Linked DNA regions of Columba livia: region 1 is linked to region 2. A link is a contact called in public Hi-C data. All regions are on one chromosome and are shown on one strand. The core of a region is the stretch at or near the end of the contact, and the rest is flanking DNA. Distances in the headings are between cores, read along the strand shown.

Region 1 (5,080 bases), core at 1,753-4,252, 70 kb before region 2:
AAACCACCTTCAATGAGGTGTTGAGGTACTGCTGGTGACACTAAACTTGGTAAAGCCTTTTGCCAGTAAAGAACTATGCTGTAGCGATAAACAAACCCCTTTTATAATGCAGAGGGAATATGAAATGGTTCCAAAACCCTTTGCTTGCTCAAAGAGGAGCAGCAGTCCGTCAAACAGCGTTCCCCTGCAGCTGCTCCTCGTGCGGTGGTGACAACGTGTGGCTGCTGCAGCCACCCACCCTGAGCCCGGACCCTGCCGGGGGTCCTGGGGGCCCGGCAGCCACACGTGGCTGTCGCTGTGTGAACTGTCCGCGTCAATACTGTGCATTTCATGGCCTTACGTATGTGTGGTGTTTGCAGCACTTCGCAGCACGGGTGCTTTCCAAAAGAAGAAATCCTGATTCCGTTCAAGCATCTTTTGCCCTCCAAACCGGAGTGATGTGATGCGCTGGAACCACAACCCCTGCCCCAGAGAGCAGGGCCGCCAGGTGACACACGGAGCCAAGCGTCTGTCCCTGCGCCAGGGACGCGTGACACGGTTCTGACACGACCATGTCCCTCTCGTTCCACAGCATCGCGCTCAGCACCACGCCAGCTGCGCTCCCCATGGAGCTGGTTCCTCGAGCCAGGTATGAGGGTCACGCGTGACAATGACACCCCACGTCCAGAGGGGACTCCTCGTGCTCTGCGTGTCTGTCCCACGTCACTCGGGGAGGGTGACACTGCTGTCCCAGCCCCACCAGGATGGGCTGGATGCCCCTTGCCTGTCCAAGCAGACATTTGGGAGCCTTGGGGCTACCCAGGAGACCCCAGATTCCCCAAAGCCGAGTGAGTGCCAGCCGCGCTGTGCCGCGAGTGCACCGAGCGTCGAGCTGGCAGCCAGCGCGGCGCAGCGCCTGCCCCGCACACACCACGCACCTGTCGTTCTGTTGCCTGACCGTGCTTGTTCCTGTCAAGTTGTTGTAGAACAGGCGGTGGGACGGGCTGTCAGGCAGGAGATCGGCTCACGGGCTTCACCAGGAGCTTTGCGTATGGAACGTGGCACGACGCCTTCCCGGCACCCTGGAACCCCAGGGCTACTGTATTTGAATAAGACTGTATTGCGTTCCGTATACTGAATAATAAAAGGGAGAATGTTTTAAAATCTCTGGCTGTATTTTTAAAAAGCGAAATGTTTTCATGAAGACTGTAAGAGTTTTACCGAACTCCCATCAGCTTTCAAGTTTATTACAGCTTTGTGAAATATGTAAGTGAATAAACATGAATTTTAATCTGGTAAAAAGTACATATATAGTTGGGACTATTCACAAATATATTTATCAGCAATAAGTTTATCAGTACATGTAATTACTGTCTATTGCTTTCAAAATCTGTTGAGCTTTAATGCTTCCAGACCTTCTATAATCAACAGCTTCTTTATTCCTACAAACTGCCTCATGCATGTGTTTGCACTAACGGGATTAACCCTCCGTTTTCAGGTATTTTAAACATACACGCATTTAAACCTTGGCACGTGCATGGGCTGGGTTTAATGAGCGCGTGTGACAGCAGGAGCTGCCTTACTGATTTCTGCAGTTTGGCGGCTACGCTTGCTGTGAAATGTTTTGGATGATGCTTCAAAAAGTCATTTTCCTTCTGAAAATTAGTACCGATTTCTCTGTCCTTGATGGCTCCAGAACTTTCCTCTGCGCTTACGTGTTCCTCTCAATGTATTTCCAAGGTTTTGCAGAAAGTCAAGGCTGCCTCCAAACTGCAGCTTGTCCTGTCCTCGCGATACTGCGATCGCAACGTTAAAACTTTCCATCATAAATAATACCAAATACCAATTCAGGGGGGTTGGGTTTACTTTTCTGTCTAGGTTAGCAGAGAAAATAACATGTAGTACTATTCGTGTGAGTGAACGTTTATGAGCCCTCTTGTCAAGTCTCTACTTGAAACCTGCATTAAGCTTAAACAGTTCGCGTTTGGGTCTGGGTCCTTTGTGGCCCATGAGGATTGAGCTTTAGTCAATAGCAGAGACACTGTTAACCTGGCGCGCTTTCGTCTGCCCTGGGGCGCAGAGAGCAGCGTGATCCTTCCGTGGAACACCAGCCAAACACTCGTTACCTGTAGCCGATGGCCACGGCGGTCAGCGGTGAGATCGGGTCCTGCTCCCGGCTCCACCTCAGGCTGCGGGCAGTGACCAGTGCCGGCGTAACTGATGTACCGCGATCCCCTTCGGCCCACGGGAAACACCGCTGGCACGTTACGGAACCGCATTGTGTAAGCCGTTAGTGAATGCAAGGTTAAAAAATACCTGCCCTACTTCTTTTTCGCAAAAGTCACTTTGAGAAGGACATGACTTTGTTTTTTCATGGCTTTGACCCTCATCTCTCTGAAGTTCCAAGGCTGCGCTGGCGGATCCCGGGCGATCTGCTGCATTTGGAGCTTTGTGGCCGCTCCTGAACATCTTTCTTGCTTCCTGGGTGACATGTCGCTGAATGCACTTCCAAACACATCAGGGACATCTGTCTTGCGTGTGTCTGAATTAACAGCTGATTAACGAGAGGCAGTGACTGAACAGACACCTGGACACCTTCCTGTGTAACCTCACCCGGGTGTTCCTGCTCCGGGGGGGGATTGCACTTGGTGAGCTTTGAGGTCCCTTCCAGCCCCTGACATCCTGTGATTACCAACCGCACCAATAACCTCCCACGCGTGTTCCCAGCGCCACCGCACTTTCTCCATTGCGCGCCAAACCGCGTCCGGGTTTAAAACCCACCGCGGTGGGCGTGGCCTGGCAAAAGGGGCGTGTCTTGGCGAAATGGGCGTGTCCTACGTAAGGGGCGTGTCCTGGCGAAAGGGGCGTGCCCACGGGGCTGCGCCCGGCGCGGCCGCCAGGGGGCGGGCGTGGCGGGCTCGGCGTGTCGCGTCCGGTCCCGCGGGCCCCGCCCCGGTGCCGGTGGGGCGGGGCGGGGAGGAGGAGGAGGAGGAGGAGGGAGGGGGGGCAGCGCCGTGACGTCACTTACCGACGGCGGCGGCGGCGGGTGCGCGCTCCGTGAGGTCATCGCGCGGCGCGGCCCGGTGGGGGGCGGCGGCGGCAGCATGGCCGAGGCGGCGGCGGCGGCGGCGGAGGAGTCGCCGCGGGTGGGAGCGTGGCTGCCGGTGCTGGTGGAGCAGATGGTGAACGACACGCTGGTGGTGACGCTGAGCTGCGGGGAGCGCCGCTTCACCGGCGTCCTGCTGGACTGCACCAAGAAGTACGGGGGGGGGGGGTGAAAGGGAGCGCGGCGGGGGCTCGCAGGGGGCAGCGGGGTCGGCCCGGGGGGCGCCGCGGCCCGGCCGGGCCGCGGCGCCCCCCGGGCCGACCCCGCTGCCCCCGCTCGCCCTTTGTTCGCCCGGCGGGAACAAAGCGCCCCGGCCCGGGCGGGGGGGGCGGTACCGGTTCGGTCGCTTGTTCGGGTCCATCCCGCCGCTGCAGCCCCGGGGGACGTTGGGGACGTCGCCTCGTTCGGTGTCCCCGCTGCCCGGCGGTGCGAGCGGCTCCGCAGAGGTCGCGGTCCCCTGTGACACACTCATGAAGGGCATGAGAGGCCTGTTCTCCTCAAGGGCAGGGGAGCGTTGGTGCCCCGAGCGCTTTACTTCAGAGCGTTTTAAACTTTTGAAGCGTTTTTAAACGCGCCGCTGGCAGGTTCTGCCCTCCCAAGGACTAACAAAGCCGGCCAGCTGCGCTCTGCGCGGTCTTAGAGTTGAGCGGGGTTTGGTTTCTGTCTGCTCAATAGGTGAATTGTCAGGTCAGAGCTGGGGAGGAGCACGGGCAGCTTCACCGCTCTGCTTCTTCTTGGAAGGCGTATGAAGCGAGACTTCTGAACTCAATTTTCATAGTTTATTTAGTTTCACGTGGCTATCCCAGAAAATTGGAGACAGATTTTCAAAAGTATTCAGGCATCGAACTCTATTAAGAGCCTATAAACCTCGCCTGGTGTCTAGTTCCAGCCAAAACAGTGAGCGGTCGGCATCCCTTCAGTCAGTTCAGAAAACCAGCTGTTCCTATCTTTTCACATTCCAGTTCTCTTCCTCTTTAGTGACAGCGTGCACTTTTTTTACCCTTTTTATTCCCCCCCAGCCTTTCTCCGTGATTTTTTTCTTTCCCCTCCCCAGTGAATCATAGAAATGACCAGACGGGTGTTTCCTCCCAGGCTTTAGGGTGTTTCTAGAGCCCGTTGGTGCCCTGGCTGTGCTGCCGGTGACACTGATCTCTGCTGGGAGGGAGGGTGGCAGGTGGCCCTGGTTGTCACCGGGGCTGGGTGCCCCTTCCACTGCCGTCCCATGGACCGAGAGATCTGTGGCTGGGGATGCTGAGGCAGCATCCTCCTCTCTGGCTTCCAGCGCAGCGGGGAGGGCAGGAAGAAGAGGTTTGCTGGTGTGATTTAGCTGGTGAGTAGGACAGATGTCCCGTCTCCTCTCGTCTGCCCCAGCGATTATTGACTCTGATGGTCAGACTTTCCTGTGGCCGAAGACGAGCCTTGGGATGGGCTCGGCTTTCCGCTGAGGTTACGCAGGGTGGCATTGCTGCTCCTTCTCGTTGCCTTAGAAGAGGCTCAGGTCTGTGAGCAGGACAGGTCCGTAGCCCGTTGGTGGGGTGGCAGTGCTGCTTTGGGTGGGGAAACGCAAAGACAAGCCGTTTGGCTTCCATGTGCCGCCTGGCAGTGCGCGGCAGGCCTGGCTGCGGGGAGCGCGCCGCTGCTGGAGCCCGTGGGGACCGGCTGGGCTCCCGGGGACCAGCTGGGCTCCCGGGGGAGCTGCTCGGCTCCCGTGAGTCCCCGCAGTGCGGGGGCCGGGGGGCTCCTCCTTCAGGTGCTGCGCAGCGCTACTGCTGGGGCCACATCCCCTCTGTGGGGGCCCTGGCACGGGCTGGCCCACGGTGACCACGGGGAGCCTGTGACGTGGTGACCGACTCATGGCTGGTCAAGAGGAAGGAAGTGTCACATGTGAGGGAGCGCCTGGCTCCTGGCGGACCTTGGTGGCTTCGGGGAGCGTGGGGAGCAGGCTGGAAGCGCCCCCTCCACTGCAGCCACCCCGAATGTGGGATGTGGAGGGAA
Region 2 (5,783 bases), core at 2,522-5,021:
GCGCCGCTGACCGGCGCGTGTGCTGCCCCGCAGGCAGCCCGCACCAGCCCCGCGGCACTGCGCCATGTCCCCGGGTGTCCCTGGGGCTGGGACTTCTCCACGCATTGCCGGAGCTCGTGCCGTGACGTGGTGACACCACCCACGCGGGTGTGCGTGGGCAGGAGATGGCACGGACTGGTGCGGGTTGTGCTGGTTCCCATGTCACGCCCTCTGGGTTCCATAAACCTCGTCTGCCCTTAACTCTGCAGAGGCGCCACGGCTCGTGTTTTCCATGGAATTTCATACATCGTATAAAGCTGATTTTCTGATACTGGGAAAATGAATGTGGGCTATTTCTCAGTCCATTTTGCTGAAGCTGAAGCTGGAACAGCATGTGTGACATGACAACTCAACATTCAATCTAACCTTGTAGCTGGGTATTATTAATGATAAATGCACACCAGGTAATCTCATGATGACCTTGAAAATGAGTAAGAAATCTTGTCTGCCAGGTCATAGTTCCTCAGGCATTTTTAAAAAGGAAATCAATATTTTACTATTTTTTTTAAAGTATTTTCTGCTGTTCTGCACACACAGAATTTTATGCAGTGTCATGGCAAGACTTCCAAACACACACAGAAACCCCACCGGTCTGGATGTTTTGTGGGTAAGTACTGTACTCACTATGGGTAAATGAAGAAGAAATAGAATTCAACTTCAAGCACATTTCAATTTGCAAGTTCTGAAGAATGTTTCTGGAAGGCAGCTAATGAATGTGACCGATGTGCCCAGCCGTAATTGATCATTTATTTTAAAAAATCCTGGCAAACATTTAATTATATTATTCATTAAAATGTTCCCCTCGCAAGACATCATCTATAAAAATGATCTGCCTAATAACTATGATGTCAGCGAGCTAAGATAGAGCGTGCAGGTAAACTGGGGTTCCTAAGAGGCAGATTACAAAGGCGAATTCTCTTGCAGGTTAATGCAGGTGGTCCCTGTGTCCGCCCAGCTCCCGTGTGATTTGTGCCGAGCAGCCTTCCTCCCCCGTGTTTGAAGCACATTGATTTTAAATACTCCGAACAATTCAAGGTTTCCAGCGCCGGGAAGAGAAAAAGCCGTGTGCTGGACACACGTTGTCCCCGCCGGGCTGCGCGGCTGTGGCACAGGGAGCAGCAGGTCCTGCCCAGCTCCACCCCAGTGTGACCTGAGCCCCAAATCACCGGGGTCTGTGTCTCACCACGTCCCCCTTGCTCCGGGGCACAGGCACTCTGTGAATGTCCTTCTTGCTCGGTGCTCGGGGGACCCGTCCTGAGCTGCAGCGGGGGACCCACCCCAAACCACGAGTGGGGCTGGAAAGTGGCCGTGGGTCATTCCAGACCCCGGTGTCCTGCACGCGGGAAGGGGCTGAGTGGGCAGCACAGGTGGTATGGCACTGTGGGCACTGTGGATGGGCCGGGAGGTATGGATGGGGTGGGCGGTATGGATGGTATGGGCAGTACAGAAGGTATGGGTGGGTACGGGAGGCGTGGCTGGGTATGGTGTGGATGGTATAGGCAGTGTGGGCTGTAAGGATGGTATAGGCAGTACAGATGGCATAGGTGGTATGGGCAGTATGGGTGCTATAGGTGGTACAGGCAGTATGGATGCTATAGGTGGTACGGGCAGTACGGGCAGTATGGATGCTATAGGTGGTACAGGCAGTGCGGGCACTGCTGGGGACAAGGCCACAGCACTCAGCCCGGAGGCCGCTCAGCTCGGGCTGTCCCCACCGCTGGCAGGGGGGACCTGGCGGGGGTTTCTGCCCCCGTCCCGGGCAGTGACCAGGAGCAGCGTTGTGACCAGGTACCACAGAGGATGGGGAGAGGTGACACAGAGCTGTGCGGGTTCGGCACCACGAGGCCACGTGGCGGTGGGGTGGGGGGCCGGGGGCTCCAGGTGTGTCCCTCGGCCCGGGGAGCCCTGGGTGCGTCGGATGAGCACGTGGACAGGCCGCTGACAGCTGCCACCTGCTACCTGCATCAAAATCCTCATTAAAACAGGCAAGGAAAACATTGCCAGGTAGCTCTAATTAGTTCGAATGGCAGGAAAAAAATAACCCCAATTAAGGACTAATGGAAACAGTTGCCCTATTTTAGGCAGTGGTGATCTGGTTTTGAGCAGATAAACAATGAAAGGTTTACCCTTGCTGGGGAGCTGCAGTGCATTGGGGAGGGATGTAATGTCTGTGACTCAGTATCTCGTAGGAAAGGAAGCAAAGTCCTGCATTAAAGTTTGGTTTAGAAAATGGACAGAACTTAGGCGCAGACCTAACGAGGGCCTCGCACACCTTAGAGCAGTGTCTGCCTTGTCAGTGCCAGGTGTCGGACACGAAATGCAGCCCCCGGTGCGTGAGGCCCCTCTGCAGGGCACAGGGACCCCGGCCCTTCCACCAGCAGCTGCCCACCCTCAGCCCCTAACGAGGCCCCAGCTGGCCAGGGCTCTTAAACCGGGCCCAGAAGGGCTGTGCTCAAGGCTGCAGGGGGGACTCTGCTTTGGTGGGAGCTGCAAATGCAGGTAGGGGTCTTATCTTTCTTGAATATGGGTTGTGAAGGAAGCAAGGGTAATGCAAGCATTTGTTTCTGCAGTGAGCAGGGTTTCAGTGCATCCTCTGTTGAATGAGACCCAAGCTGCTGTATCTCCTGGGTACAGGATGTTCTCCAGACCCACCAGCCCTGCAGGTCCTCCTGTGCTTGTCTCCAGGGGGCAATAAACGCTCTGAGTGAACAATGAGGTTTTGGGTGGCTTGGGTTCCCGCAGGCAGCGGCAGCTGGGGGTGCTCGTTTGCTTTGCTGCCAGACCCTTGGAACACAACCTAGCTCAGGCGCCTCGGGCAGGTCTCCTGCTCCTCTGCCGCTCGCTGGGCCGCTGCAGCCAGGTCCTGTCTGACCCGGCAGGAGACGGGGTTTGGTGCACGCCTGTCCTGACACCTATCACCTTGTTTGTCACTGTGCCCAGGGCTGCAGGTGCAGCAGCAGCTTAACATGCCACAGTGCAGGTGAAGTGTTGCCTGGTGGGGGAAAGCTGTGGAAAAAAGGGTATCTATTTGTTGCCTGTGGTCCCCCCATGTCAGAGGTGTTCGTCTTACTGCTCAGACTGTGCTTCTCCTCTTTTTGTCTTCCCTTGTGACTCCTCCAAGTCTCGCTGTCCTTGAGGACATCAGTGAGATGGAGAATGGAAGGTTTTAACAAAGCAGTCTCATCCACAGAGGTGGAAATAGAAGGTGAGATGTGGTATACCAAAAACAAAGTGTAAAAAATAGGGAAAACAACCCAAAGAAACCCAGCCAACCCCCCTGCATCTGTTTATCAGGTACTGGAATCACTGGGTTTTTTCTCCTGGGGGAGTGAGTCCTGCTGGTGCTCTTGGGTCCAGCCGGTCCAGCTGCCGCACAGCGGGACGCCCGGTGCTGGCTGGCCCCGGTGCCAGCCGGCAGGACGGGCGTGTCCGCGGGACCTGTTCTGGTGGGGACAGCCCGTGTCCCTGTCCCCAGGGCGCCGGCCGGCAGCGCTGCTGTCTGGAGCTGCGCGGCAGGGGGCGCTGTCGGCGAGGCGGAACCGCCGCTCGGGCCCCGCTCCGCGGAACGGGGACAATAGGGACCCCGCGGGACCGGGGCGACACGTGGGACAACGGGGACCCCGCGGAACGGCCGGCACGGCGGCTGTCGGAGCAATGGAGATGCTGTGTGCGCGCATCTCCCGCGGGAAGCGCAGACCCTGCGGGCTAATCCCCCATTTCAGCAGGACAGAAACGAGACCGAATCCCCAGCGCCCCGCTCTGCGCTTCAGCTCCGTGCGAGTCCCGGCCCGGTGGGTCCCGCGGCGGACAGGCCCGGGGGCTGCGGCGCTGGGCGGGCGTGCGCGGTGCCGGCAGGAGCAGAGCCAGCCTGCTTGCCTGATAGAGCACATGCAATCACTTTGGAATCCAAACCGTACTGCTTGTCTTTGCTGTTTGTAATAACCTGATTCCTTTCTCATCATGAGTCTGGAATAACTTCAAGCAATTTGAAAAACTGTATCTGTGCCATCCTGGAGCAGCGTCTGGGGAGGTACTAACCAAAACCCACCAGATATTTCTCTGCAAGCACAAGCCCTGTCTTTCCTTGCGTTCACTTACTGGCCTTTCCACACTGTTCATGGGAAAATAAGGTGTATTTAGCTGTCCCAGACCCCAGAAAGACAACACAGGAATACTGTTTCACGTTGCACAGCTCTCGAAGTCAGGGCATAGCTGAGTTGCAGAGAGAACACAACCCCCATGGCTGATGTGGGCAGAACCCGGACCCGGGGATCCTGCCCTGGGGTGTCCAGAGCAAGTGTCTCACCCTGCCATAGTCACTTTTGCAAACGTCACGGTTATATGTTGTTTCAAAACTCCACATTTTCTCTCATGTATAATCTTGTACTTTTCAAGTAAAAGTTTTGCCCTAGGCAAGAATGATCTCCATCAACGCTGGTGGTGCTCTGTGGGCTTTGGGGCACTGTACTGATGTATCCGGTGAGCTGTTCTTGTTTGGGCAGTGCTTTCACTGCCAGATTAATGGGCTGTGGCTTCTGCTGCCATCTCTGAATGCCGTGGTGCTGATGCCGGGTGACACAGGCAACGGAGATGGGCCCTGCAGCTGCTGTTTAAACAAAAAAACCCAACATTGTGTTCAGTAATGTTACAGAAATCCGGATACATGGCATATGGGATAAATAGAAGTGAAAATGAAGCATGACTAGTCAAGCACTGCACAAATGATGTTGAAAGGCAGCCTGCGCTCCCCACAGCACCTTCCTCCGCATCCCTGGCGCTGGGGTTTCGGCTGTGCCTCTTGCAGGTTTCTAAAGTCAAGTTAGCATTTATGTACTTGCTACTTTACATTGTCGAATTACAGAGCAAATCTGGTTTTTCAGCCAGAACTGGACAGCATTGAACACGCGTGATATGCAGCTGTTGACTGGAGTGGGGGACCCTGCGGCTGCATGGGGAGGAAAACGTATCATTTCAATATGTTTTTGCCTCCTGTTTCTGCGTTTCCCAGTGTCTGTTGCCGGTAGCCATCCCCTGCAGCATGCCCGTGCCAAACAGCGGGCTTCCTCCGAGGGAAGCGTGTCTGGTGAGCAGGCACAGCCGCAGCGGCTGTGGGAGCAGGGTTTGCACTGCCCGGCTCTCCCGCACTGGTGCTGGTGGACATTGCTCTCTGTTACAAGTCTTCAATACTGCAGTTTGTATCTATAAAGAAGTTCAGGCACCGTAGTGACCTTTGGGTGCAGGTGTGTGTGTCAGCGTGACCCCGGCTGCTTTTAATTCCTGTTTCAAGTGCTGCTTACACAGGCGTTATTTTGAGAGGAGAGGAGCAGGAGCCTGAGCATGGCAGAGAGGGTCACAGTCTGCAGGACTGCAGCCTGCACGGGAGAGTTAATTAGCTCACACCACCATGTGGAAATAACCTCCGGAGTATTGATTTCAATAAGTTTTTGCTCAATTAGCGTCTGTCTCAGGGCAGATGTCACTACCCTTCCACTTTCCGGGGCACCGGGAACCTGCTTCCCTGACGTGGGCTTTGCCCCAGCGATCTGTCTCCCGGTGTTTTCTGCTGTGGGGATTTTCCTCATCTGTGTGCATTAGGATCTCCTGTGCCCCTTCTCCTGGGCACCTCCGGCTTGCCCTGCGCCATCCCCGTCCTCCCACCCTCCTTCTTGCAGAGAGGCCACCGAGCGTGTTGTTCCCATGGCATGCATGGGTTGAACAGGCCATGGGGATGGAATGTGGCTGGG

Evidence for each region. Hi-C and Micro-C count contacts between places; a contact is called where the count stands out from the background.
Region 1: a contact with region 2 is called in a Hi-C map of liver, with 2.3 times the contacts expected there. The contact joins the promoter of PWWP2B here to the enhancer-like site in region 2. A contact is called at or near these places in 2 of 2 Hi-C or Micro-C datasets (crop and liver).

Annotation. Positions count from the first base shown.
Region 1 is chr6:761,446-766,525 of bColLiv1.pat.W.v2, reverse strand. It overlaps PWWP2B (PWWP domain containing 2B), which reads left to right and starts at 3,002. Exons shown (of 3, transcript XM_065066620.1): 1 at 3,002-3,238. The coding sequence starts at 3,084. It overlaps LOC110363863, which reads left to right. Exons shown (of 9, transcript XM_065066625.1): 8 at 360-487; 9 at 572-1,282.
Region 2 is chr6:691,344-697,126 of bColLiv1.pat.W.v2, reverse strand. No RefSeq gene overlaps it. Among named protein-coding and RNA genes, the nearest start is that of INPP5A, 49 kb to the right of the region's middle. Within about 2 kb of position 3,771, at least 1 of the 3 cell types and tissues checked has an H3K27ac peak away from gene starts, as active enhancers do.